Regions from separate parts of the Rattus norvegicus genome. Here region 2 is linked to region 1. Evidence: chromatin contacts called from public Hi-C data. All regions are on one chromosome and are shown on one strand. The core of a region is the stretch at or near the end of the contact, and the rest is flanking DNA. Distances in the headings are between cores, read along the strand shown.

What was found. Hi-C and Micro-C count contacts between places; a contact is called where the count stands out from the background.
Region 2: a Hi-C map of liver shows a contact between it and region 1, with 2.9 times the contacts expected there. The contact joins the promoter of Itgb7 here to the enhancer-like site in region 1. A contact is called at or near these places in 11 of 12 Hi-C or Micro-C datasets (the A7r5 cell line, the Rat2 cell line, Schwann cells and 7 more).

The regions. Positions count from the first base shown.
Region 1 is chr7:135,192,401-135,198,435 of GRCr8, reverse strand. Csad (cysteine sulfinic acid decarboxylase) reads left to right here. Exons shown (of 16, transcript NM_021750.3): 6 at 22-128; 7 at 534-649; 8 at 1,246-1,325; 9 at 1,596-1,650. Among named protein-coding and RNA genes, the nearest start is that of Csad, 20 kb to the left of the region's middle. Within about 2 kb of position 1,310, at least 6 of the 93 cell types and tissues checked have an H3K27ac peak or open chromatin away from gene starts, as enhancers often do. A contact at or near this core is called in liver, where this site is marked.
Region 2 is chr7:135,237,812-135,243,966 of GRCr8, reverse strand. Itgb7 (integrin subunit beta 7) reads left to right here and starts at 4,896. Exons shown (of 14, transcript NM_013171.1): 1 at 4,896-5,096. The coding sequence starts at 4,896.

The DNA of each region.
Region 1 (6,035 bases), core at 61-2,560:
GTCACCAATGTCCTCTGGCAGGTACACATATGAGATTGCCCCCGTGTTTGTGCTCATGGAAGAGGAGGTGCTGAAGAAACTCCGTGCCCTTGTGGGCTGGAACACTGGGGATGGGGTCTTCTGTCCTGGTATGTGAGAAGGGGGCTTCCCTTGGGTCTTGGTAAAGGGTCTGCCTCCCGTACTTTCTCTTGTTCTGTGTAACCGGTGTGGAGGGGTAATGGCTGTTTCTTCTCTGGCTCCACTGGGCTGGACTGTGGAGGAGCTTCCTAGTCCCCTTATCTTGTTGTTGGCCAGGAATGCTCTAGGGTCGTATGGGGAGGGAAAGTGTCCCTACCGGGCAGCTCAGGGTGTAGAGGGTTTATGTCCTGAGGCTGTTCAATGTGGGGTGCTATTTGTGAACCCCAGGAGTTCATGGATTGGGAGCTAATGTGATGCCTGCTGCTTTGATCAGTTCTGGACGGAAAGGTCAGGGGAAGGAAATGTCAGTCTTGACTCACCGTCTTTCCCTCCTTCTCCCACCCTGCCTGTGACAGGTGGTTCCATCTCTAACATGTACGCCATAAACCTGGCCCGCTTTCAGCGCTACCCAGACTGCAAGCAGAGGGGCCTCCGGGCCCTGCCACCCTTGGCCCTCTTCACTTCAAAGGAGGTAGGAAAGAGTAGGGGGTAGGGAAGCAGCATAGACCTGACCCGGGACTCCTGAGTCTGACCTCTGCCCAGCTCAGTCAGAGACCCTTCCAGTCATCCTCCTGCACTCAAAGGGCCTGCTTCCTTCCACGGAGGCCAGATAGGTGCTTGTGCTTGTTTTGCCTTCTTGGGGTTAGGATAGGACAAGTGCAGTAGATACAGGTCTCACCTCTGAGGGAAGTTTATGGTCCAGCAGCACCAGCATCACCGGGGAGGTTATTAGAAATGCAGAGTCTCAGGCCCCGCCAACTCTAAGTCTCTGTTTAACTGGAATCCAACACAGCTCCTTCACAGAACACTTGAGCCGTGCGGTGGTCCATGCCTTTAATCCTAGCATTCAGGAGGCTGAGGCAGGCGAATCTTGCCAGCCTAGTCTACAGCCAGAGCTACACTGAGCAAATCTGTCTCAAAACAAAACAGAACAAGATCCTTTGAAAACCCTGGCCATAGGGCCCCTTCGATCGCAACTCACACAGCTTCTGCCAGCCTCTGCCCTCCTATCCTCAGTGCCTCCAGCCTGCTCAAGTAATGCTGACCTGGCCTCTGTGTTCTTCACAGTGCCACTACTCCATCACCAAGGGAGCTGCTTTTCTGGGACTTGGCACCGACAGTGTCCGAGTGGTCAAGGCTGATGAGAGGTGAAGGTCCTTCTGCCGACATGGCCCTGACCCAGCTGGGCACAATGTGTCGTCTACTTGCCAAAATGCTCTGGCCTCAGGCCCTTACCCCGTCCCCTCCCCCACCACTTGCCGCTCCTGCCGCTCAGTGCCCACTAGCATCACACCCCTTGCTGAGGTTCCGTCTGCACCCTGGCCTCTGCGTAGCCCCTCCGCCTTCCCTGCTGTGTCAGGTGACCCCCTGGTCTGGAGCACCCGAGTTTTCTCCACTCACTCATCTTTCTTTTCCAGAGGGAAGATGATCCCTGAGGATCTGGAGAGGCAGATCAGTCTGGCAGAGGCTGAGGTGAGTGAGGGCCCTTCTGTCCCCTCAGGAAAGGTGTCTTGGCTCTTCACTGGAGATCCTCCTCTCGCCTCTCCTTTATTTCCACCCTGTTAGTGTGCAGAGATGCTGTGGGTTAGGCTCTGGATTTCCCAAGCAACCTTGGGGGTGGAGGTGAGGTGGGAGTGGGGTGGGGGGTAGGTTCCTGAAGCAGACACAGTGAGGAAGGTTTCTGGGGCTGCGGTCAGTACAGGGAGCCACTGAGGAGGATATGCAGGCGTGGTGAGCAGGGAGGCCTAGGGAGGATGTGGGCTTTACCCCTCGCTTCCAAGTGGGACAGGCTTTGTGCACGGCAACTTTTAAATAAAATTGTCTGCTGATTCACAGTTCTTCCACTCAGATAATTGTTAATTATCACAGGCTCTTAGAGTTCTGTGCATGAGGATGTTTCCTGGAACAAAGCATGAAATGAAAAATATACCACCAGCTGGTAGATAAGATAAACGGTGATATCTCCAGTCAGTTTCTTCGTCTGTGAAAGGGATGTACTGCAGAAGTCACTGCATAAGGTGGTTGTAAGGACTAGGTAGTCAGTGTGTAAGGATTAGGTAGTCAGTGTGTAAGGACTAGGTAGTCAGTGTGTAAGGACTAGGTAGTCAGTCAGTGTGTAAGGACTAGGTAGTCAGTGTGTAAGGACTAGGTAGTCAGTCAGTGTATAAGGACTAGGTAGTCAGTGTGTAAGGACTAGGTAGTCAGTGTGTAAGGACTAGGTAGTCAGTGTGTAAGGACTAGGTAGTCAGTGTGTAAGGACTAGGTAGTCAGTGTGTAAGGACTAGGTAGTCAGTGTGTAAGGACTAGGTAGTCAGTGTGTAAGGACTAGGTAGTCAGTGTGTAAGGACTAGGTAGTCAGTGTGTAAAGCACTAGAGTGGCTTTGGGTGTGGTGCCCTGATGTCAGCTGCCGTCTGCTGCTGCTGTTACTTTTCTGTGAGACAAGTTCTTGCTGAGCATCATGGATTGGCTTTGAACTCAGGGTGTAGCTCGTGTTGGCCTAGACTTGATCACCTTGGCTTAGCGCTCTTGGTGCTGTGATCACAGATGTGGGCCATCACGCCAAATGTCTGTCACCTTCATCGGTATCATCACCACCTCTAGGGTACAGTGTAACAAATGTAACATGAGAAAACCTTCACTGCACACGCAATATGAATTTCAAGTCACTGTGCAGGATGAACGGCCTATTCTTGCTATTTAGAATAATGTGTGTATATATTTTAAAAAACATTTCATTGTTTTTACGTTTATGGGTGTCTTGCCTGCATGTGTGTCTGTGATCTGTTTGAGGTCACAGTGTCCACAGAGGCCAGAAGACGGCATCATGTTGCCTGGAACTATAGTCACACATGGATGTTAGCTGCCGTGTGGGTACCAGGAACTAAACCTCTGTTCTCTGGGAGAGCGGCTGGTGCTTCTAACTGCCAGCCATCTCTCTTTTCCAAAGATCTATTTTTATAGCCAACTGATTAGTTAAATTTTATTTTATGTAATGGGTGTTTTGCCTGCATGCATGTCTGGAGTATTGTGTGCATTGCATGCAGTGTTCATATCCCTTGAAACTGGAGCTACAGACAGTTGCGAGCTGCCTTTTGGGTGCTGGGCATTGAACTAGTCCTCCAGAAGGACATCATTGATAACCTATGTCCTCTTCTACCACCATCATTATCATCATCACCACTATCACCACCATCACCATCACCTCCACCATCACCATCATAACCATCACCATTATCACCATCAACACCATCAACACCATCAACACTGTCCTCACAACCATTACCACCACTACCACCACCATGACCACCACCATCATCACCACCACCACCACCACCAACATCACCAACATCACCAACATCACCACCACCACCATCATCACCACCATCACCACCACCATCACCATCACCACCATCACCATCACCATCAACATCATCACTAACACCATCAACATCACCACCATCACCATCACCACCATCACCACCACCACCATCACCACCACCACCAACATCACCAACATCACCACCACCACCATCACCACCACCACCATCACCACCACCACCATCACCACCACCACCATCACCACCACCACCAACATCACCAACATCACCACCACCACCATCATCACCACCATCACCGTCACCACCATCACCACCAACATCATCACTAACACCAACACCATCATCACCACCACCAATACCATCACCATCATCACCACCACCACTACCACCATCACCACCACCAATACCATCACCACCACCACCATCACCATCATCACCACCACCATCACCACCACCACCTTCACCACCACCACCACCATCACAACCACCACCATCACCACCACCACCATCACTATCACCACCACTACCACCATCACCACCACCAACACCACCACCATATAGTAGCCTACTGATAGCAGTGTATGCTGCCTATTACAGTGTGGTCCCGAGTGCCAAACCCTAAAGAAAACTGACTCACCTCAGGAGCCATCAGCGTTCAGTTCCCAGCTAGGGCTAGAGGTTTTCTAAAGTAGCTGTGCCATTTTACAATCCCAGCAGCAAGGGATGTTCCAAATTGTCTGCATGCTCACCAACACTTGGTATTGATTTTCTTTCTTTTCTTTTTTCTTTTCTTTTTTTTTTTTTTTGGAGGCAGGGTCTCCTGTAGCTCAGGTGGGCTTTGAACCCTCTGTGTAGCCAAGGACAACTATCAGTCCTGACCTTCCTGCTTCTGCCTTCTGAGTGCAGAGGTAATGAGTGTGCACTACCACCGGGTTCAAGTTGTGTTGGTGATTAACACATGGCTTTGTGAGTTCTGGGCAGGCACCCTGCTAACTGAGCTACATTCCCAGCACACACACCACACACACACACACACACACACACAGACACCACACACACACACACACACACTCATACTCACTCTCTCTCTCATGCATGTACACACACACACTCACACACAGCCACCCCCACAGCCCAGCCCACCCCACTTGCACCCCCTCGCACACCCTCACAGCCCTCCCCATCCAGGTGGACTTTCCTGGGGCTTGGGCTGCCCCGTATTGCTCCACTCGTCAGTCATGGGGACATGAGAAGAGGGCAGCTTGGTTTCCCATTTGTTTCAGGCCATGGGCCATTCATTACTACACTTGTTGAGAGCAATCCAGAGGACTTGTTTGCAAGTGTCTGGAAGTTTGTGTTGTGACTTAATTTCAATTGTATGTATTTGTCATTTTGATCAGCCGTTCATCTATGGTAGGCATTGGGTTGTGTTGTGACTTAATCTCCATTGTATGTATTTGTCATTTTGATCGGCCGTTCATCTATGGTAGGCATTGGGTTGTGTTGTGACTTAATCTCCATTGTATGTATTTGTCATTTTGATCGGCCGTTCATCTATGGTAGGCATTGGGTTGCTCCTGTAGTTCAGCCATTGTGAACAGTGCTAGCCAGACAACTGCCTCTTCGTGTGATTCACCTACTTTCAGCTAGTGCACTGAAATGCCTGAGGCTTGGTAACGTGATGAAGAAAAGAGGTTTGTTTTGGCTCACTGTTGTGGTCCAAGGTTCAAGGCTTAAATCTGGTGATGCCTTTCTTACTGGCAGAACACCACGTCAGTACAGGGCATCACATGACAAGAGACAGGGACCGGGATCGTGTCTCCTCCTCCCTCTCAGAATCCATCTACCAGTAGCCAACCATAAGGGCTCAGCCTGTGACCTACACTAAGCCCTACCCCAGCATCACTGTTGGATTAAATTTCTACTTTCTCAGTACTTTATAGTGGGGATTGAATTTCAACATGCAAACCCCAGGAGTCACTAAACCAGACCCAGACGGTGGCAACTGCTTTAGTTTTAAGGATTCATGCCCAGAAGGGGAATTACTGATAATTCCATTTTTTAATTTTATTTATTTTGAGTCAGGGTCTTGCTGTGTAGCCCAACTTGACCTCAAGCTCAGAGTGATCCTCCTGCCTCAGCCTCTTGAGTACATATGTGCCCTAGTATGCGTGTGGAGGTCAGAGGACAACTTTTGAGAGTTAGTTCTCTCCTTTCGCCATGTGAAGGGCTCAGGAGTCAAATACAAATGGTCAGATATGAAGGCAAACACTTTTACCAGGGCATCCTGCTGCCGCCTCCCCCTGCCTTGTTCCCTGTGTTTGGATATCATAGCTTACCTAACCCAAGAGCACAAAGTTTAAGTGTTTTATACTTTTAATTATTTAAAATTTTTAATTTTATTATTTTTAATTTTATTTTTGTTTATGTGTGACTGTGTGTGGGTGTGAAAATGAGCGCAGTGCCCATGGAGACCAGAAGGGGGTGCTGGATCCCCTGGAACTAGAGTTACATCATCT
Region 2 (6,155 bases), core at 3,647-6,146, 42 kb before region 1:
AGACAAATGGCTAGTGGAACCAAGATGGATACCTAGCATCAAATGTAGTCATCACAACACAATGGTCCCTGAGCTTTCCAAAGGAACGTAAGCCATCTTCCTTCGTGTTTCTTCTTGTCTGGTGCCTTCCTCTCTGAGGTACTGGAGAGATCATCGCTTTTGGAAGGAAGCTGACCTGGATTTAAATTACAGCCCAGCCCCTTGGCTACCTGTGTGACATTTTGTGAAGTTGGTCTCTCTTTAAAGTCTCAGTCTCAATCTCTTCAGTCTATGGTATGTGTGGGGGCAGGGGTGGGGGCACCGCCACTATCTGACACGATGCTTGTGACCCTTAATTGTGCTCCTTGATAGTTTAGCACATGAGCAGTGCTTAGTAGATGGGACTCCTTCTAGGTCCTTTCTTTACCCAGCCCTCTCCTATCTGCTCCACCTTCTGATAGATCAGTCACCCTCCGAGAGTCCCCCACCCCAGGGTGTGTCACTTCCTCCTCTGCAGCCTCTAGATCTGTACACAAAGGCTGCTGCTACTGCCACCAGCAGAGGAAGGGCTGCTCCGCCAGCACCTGTGAGTACCATCAGGGCAGCAGCCCACCCTCCTCCTCCCTACTTGTTCCCTACCTCTCTGGAAGAAAGCTGTGATCTGGGCTCTCCAGTGCCCTGTCTAGTCTTGAGAAAGGCTCTGAACCCCTTTTTGCACTCCCGTGGTCCCTGTTATTCCTTTCTCTGCTATCACAGCCTCCTGCTCCTCATCCACTGTTTCTCCAGGGGAGCCAGAGGGAGGGAAGGAAATCATGATGCTATACATAAGTGTTTTCTGTGAGCCAAGGCTTACCCCAGCCAACATGGGCTTTCTCCCTGTCTGTCCCTGGCTGCTCCTTGCAGCTTGGTGCCTTTTGCACAGTCTAGAATCCTTCCCATTTGGTATTTTAGCCACAGACCTCTCATTCCTGGCCTACTGAGGCTTGAATTACACATGTGCACACTCACACACACTCACACACATGCATGCGTGCACAGCAGGAGACAGACAGCAAGTGGCAAGATATGCATGGATTGCCAAAGAAGGAAGAAGGGGACAGAATTGAGAGGGGTGGGGGAGGCCATGTATGAGTTCAGAGGCCCCCTTAGAAGAGATGGGTGGACTTGATGCCTCTGTCTCTGGAACAGGGTGGAAGTGGAGCCCCATCTATGAGATAAAGTCAAAGCTAAACTTTGTGCTGCAGAGTCTCGAGCCTCCCTGACCACAGCACAGAAAGCACGCAAGTCTGAGGTTTCGGTGAGGCTAAGCCTAGGGTCAGCCTCTCCCTGAGAGCAGAAGCTCTGTAATGTACTACACCCATCTGAGGTCACATGGGGTGGTGAGCAGGATGGGGTGTTCAACGGCTCAGTACCCCACCCTTCCCCACACTCCCTGTAGAGAGCATCAGTTCTTGACCCTGGACCCAGGCTGAGGAGAAGGTGGATGCTTTTTGGTAGACTCTTGTACACTTCTGGTGACCATGGGAATGCCACAGCACAATCCCTAGGGAGCTTATGCTGTGGATGATTAGCAATGCTGCAAACCAATGATGGCTGCTGGGTGCCCCTGCATGTCTTCCAGAAAGTTCCTAGAGAGTCATATGCACATGTGTGAGAACCGCATGTGCTTTCCTGAGTGTCATGATTAGTAACAGTAGGCCATTAGAAACCAGTACATTTTGGAAGCTGGAGAGAGCGTTCAGTGGTTAAGAGCACTCGTTGCCCTCGAAGAGCATCCAGGGTTGACACCCCTGCCCCCCAGCATCCACATATCGCTTAACAACCATCCATAACTCCAGTGGCAAGGGACCTGACGCCTCTTCTGAGCTCTGAGGGTACGAGTGTAGTGCAACGATTTACATACACATCAAGTAAAAGGAGTAAATCCAACAGCAACAACAAAAACCTAAAAGGAAGGGAAGAAACTATTAAGTTTTTATGTGAAGTTGAAGGTGGAAAGGAGGGTTTTTTTTTGTTTTTTTTTTTTTGGTTCTTTTTTTTGGAGCTGGGGACCGAACCCAGGGCCTTGCGCTTCCTAGGTAAGCGCTCTACCACTGAGCTAAATCCCCAGCCCCGAAAGGAGGGGTTTTAACATGCTACGCAGACACTGGGCTAGGCAGCCACATTCATCAGACCCCAAATGATTGAATATGACGCTCATCACAATGGGAATTTAAAAGGAAATTCTTGTTTTTTTTTTTTTTTGACAGTATCTCTCTATGTAGCCCAGGCTGGCTTAGAACTCCTCAAGTAGACCAGGCTGGCCTTAAACTCACAGAGATCCAACCTACCTCTATCTACAGGTCTAGACCGCTAACGCACACACTTAGCTTTATGTCAGTGCCACATCGTTTTGATTATTTATTTTTGATTAATTCAAACGTCTTTTTTTTTTTTTTGGTTCTTTTTTTCGGAGCTGGGGACCGAACCCAGGGCCTTGCGCTTCCTAGGTAAGTGCTCTACCACTGAGCTAAATCCCCAGCCCCTCAAACGTCTTTTGAGACATGTAGTCTAGGCTGGCCTTGAACCCCTGTTCTCCTGCCTCCGTCTCCCGGTGCTGGGATAACAGCATGCATTGCCCCATCCAACACCTTTTATTTTTGAACCATCACCCATTCAGTTTTTACTCATTTAAAATTTTTTTTTCCTTCGAGACAGGGTTTCTCTGTGTGGCCCTGGCTGTCCTGGAACTCAATTGGTAGACCAGGCTGGCTTCTGCCTCTCAGGTCTCTGGGGTTAAAGGTGTGTGCCACCACAGCCAGCTGGGCCTGATCAATTTTTAAAATTAACTAACTGGGTTGGGGATTTAGCTCAGCGGTAGAGCGCTTGCCTAGCGAGCGCAAGGCCCTGGGTTTGGTCCCCAGCTCCGGAAAAAAAAAAAAGAAAAAAAATTAACTAACTAATCAATGTTTGTGGTGCAATCTAGGACCTTACGCATAATCACACTTCCCACCACTGAACTCTCAGCTACAGAAAATTTGGCTGGGTATGGCCACTCACACCTGTCATCCTAGTACTTGAAAGGGTAAAGCCATGAGTTCAAGGCCAGCCTGGGCTACACAGTGAGGCTCAGGCCAGCCAGGTCCCTGTCTCCAAAACACCAACACCAAAGCAACAACAGAAAAGCAACCGGAGGGTTTACTTAGTGAGCAAATATGCCTGCAGATGACAAGCTTGCTGCCCTGTCCCACAAGTTGTCCTCTGACCTCCACAAACACGCTATAACATGCTGTGCTCTGTGCATGCTCTCTGCTACCAAGGAGAATAACATGCAAAACAAAACTAAGCTAAATGCACCACGCTGGAGATATAGCAGATATAATGTATCAGGCTCAGTGACTAAGAGGCTCTTCTCAAGGACTTGGGTTCGGTTTCCATGACAGCTTACAACCATCTATAACTTCTGCTCCAGGGATCGGATGCTCTCTTCTGCCCTCCAAGGGTACCAGCCACACACGTGGTGCACAGACACAATAATAAAATGAAATATAAATCCCAACATCAAAGGGGGATTTCTTCTTAGGCATCCTTCCTCTGGCTACTGCGTTCCCTGTGTGAAGCCACCTTTCCCTGAGCACACACGTCCCCATCTCTACTCCTCGCCTCTCTTCCGCTCTTCTAGACTTGAAGGCTGCCGAATAAAGTTTACTCAATTCCTTCACTTAACAGATATGGAGACTGAGGCGGGGGAAGTGGAGAGGCAGGCAGTGCTAGGTGTGCTACGGAACCATTGAGGGATCTAGGTGGGATAGAATCTGGTGCTGCCTGAACTGCGGCTTGGAAAAGATTGGGGTGCAGATGTTTCTGTTCCAGACTGTCCCACCCTTTTTCCTTCCTGCCTTCTTTTTGTTTTTGAGAGAGATCTCATTGTATAACCATAACCCTGCCTTGCCTGTAGCTCACTGCGAACACCAGGCTGGCCTCAAAAATCACAGAGATCTATCTGTCTCTGCCTCCCACATGTACCACTGGATTTAAAAAAAAGTATGTGGGGTTTGGGGATTTAGCTCAATGGTAGAGTGCTTGCCTAGCAAGCACAAGGCCCTGGGTTCGGTCCTCAGTTCCAACAACAACAACAACAACAAAAAGTATGCATATGCAGGTGTACCTGTGTGGATATGTGCATATGGATTCAGATGCCCATGGAGAGTGAGTTACAGGCAGTGGTGAGATGCCTGAAGCAGGCTGGGAATAGAATTCAGGTTTTCCAGAAAACAGTGTGTGGTTTTCCACCCCCTTAGATTTTATTGATTTTTATTTTGTGAATATGAGTGCTTCTTACTGTATGTACATCTATGTACCACATGCATGACTTGGAGGCTGAAGAGTATGTTGGATCCTCTGGAACTAGAGATACAGAAAGTTGTGAGCTGGCATACCATGTGGGTGCTGCGAATGGAATCCAGGATGGAAGGGCTTTTTTTTTTTTTTAAGATTTTATTATTTTATGTATGTGAATACACTGTGGCTGTCTTCATGCACACCAGAAGAGGGCATCGGATCCCATTACAGATGGTTGTGAGCCACCATGTGATTGCTGGGAATTGAACTCAGGCCCTCTGGAAGAGCAGCCAGTGCTCTTAACCACTGAGCCATCTCCACAGCTCACAGACCCTTCCTTAAGCTACTCTGTCCACCCTGGGTACCTGAAGCCTATACAAAGGCTGATAGGTTTCTGAGACCCCTCCCTTGCTCTGGCATCTGTCCCTTCCCACCATTTTGGAAAAGCTGCTGAATCCATAGAGGGATGTGAAACTGAGGAGAGATCCCGAGCTGGGGTAAGGTGTGGCTTGGCAACCACAAGCTAAGTTTAGAGGACCAGAGCTTGGGCCCTCCCTGAGGACCCATGTGTCTGTCTTTATATTCCATTACAGGCCATGGTGGATTCATCAACTGTTCTCATTTTTCTGCTCGTTCTGGGCGGAGGTCAGAGTGAGTTAGATACCAAGATTACGTCCTCAGGGGAGACCACAGAATGGGAGGATCCTGACCTGTCTCCACAGGGATCCTGCCAGCCAGCTCCTTCCTGCCAGAAGTGTATACTCTCACACCCCAGCTGTGCATGGTGCAAGCAACTGGTAAACATGGGTCTGCGGCCCCTGAACACGTGGGGTGCGTGTTGGGTGGGCATATTTGTGCTTTTTCTGGGTATACTCTTCAGTCTCACGTGTGGCTGAATTTGGACAGACAGGATTCCGACGTGTGACTCATATGCACATAAGTTTCTGTGCATACGTGGACGGAACCCGTGACCCATGAGCTCAGAGGAAGATGTCCTTGTGGGAGTTCATGCTTCTGCATGTGAGAAAGTGGCCTGGCCAGTTAAATTCTGTGACAATATGGAACAGAAAAATATCTCTTATGAATTGAGAGGCTTGGAATTCAAGAGCAAAATACTGGCCCGTTTGGTTCTCTCTGGACGATTTTTCCTGGCTTAGAGATGGGCCACCTTCTTGTTATATTATTACATGGGAATTGGGGTTTGGGGAGAGGGTCCCTTTGCTGTGGATTCTTTTAAAATGATATTTATTTTTATGTGAACGTGTGTTAGTATGTGGATGTGCACCCCATGTCTGCAGGCATCTGTCAAGGACAAAAAAAGGGCATTGGATCCCTTAGAAGTGGAGTTACCATGTAAACCACCATTCGGGTGCTGGGAACTGAACTTGTGTTTCTCTGGAAGAGCAGTGAGTGAGGTTAACCACTGAGCCACCTCTCCAGCCCTTCCTGTCGCATCTGAAGAGGGCACATCCCATCGTGAGGGTCTCACCCTTAGGACTTCACCTAAACCCAACCATTGCCCAAAGGCCTCACTTCACATACCATCACAACGAGAGTTAAACATTAAACCCAGGTGGGGAATTGTGGCACATGCCTTTTTTTTTTTTTTTCTTCTTTTTGGAGCTGGGGACCGAACCCAGGGCCTTGCGCTTCCTAGGCAAGCGCTCTACCACTGAGCTAAATCCCCAACCCCGGCACATGCCTTTAATTCAAGCACTTGGGTGGCAGAGGAAGCAGGTCTCTGTGAGTCCGAAGCCAGCCTGGTCTACAACACAGATTCCAGGACAGACAGAGCTACATATTGAGGTTCTGTCTCAGACAGTAGATAGATGGATAGATGATAGATAGATAGATAG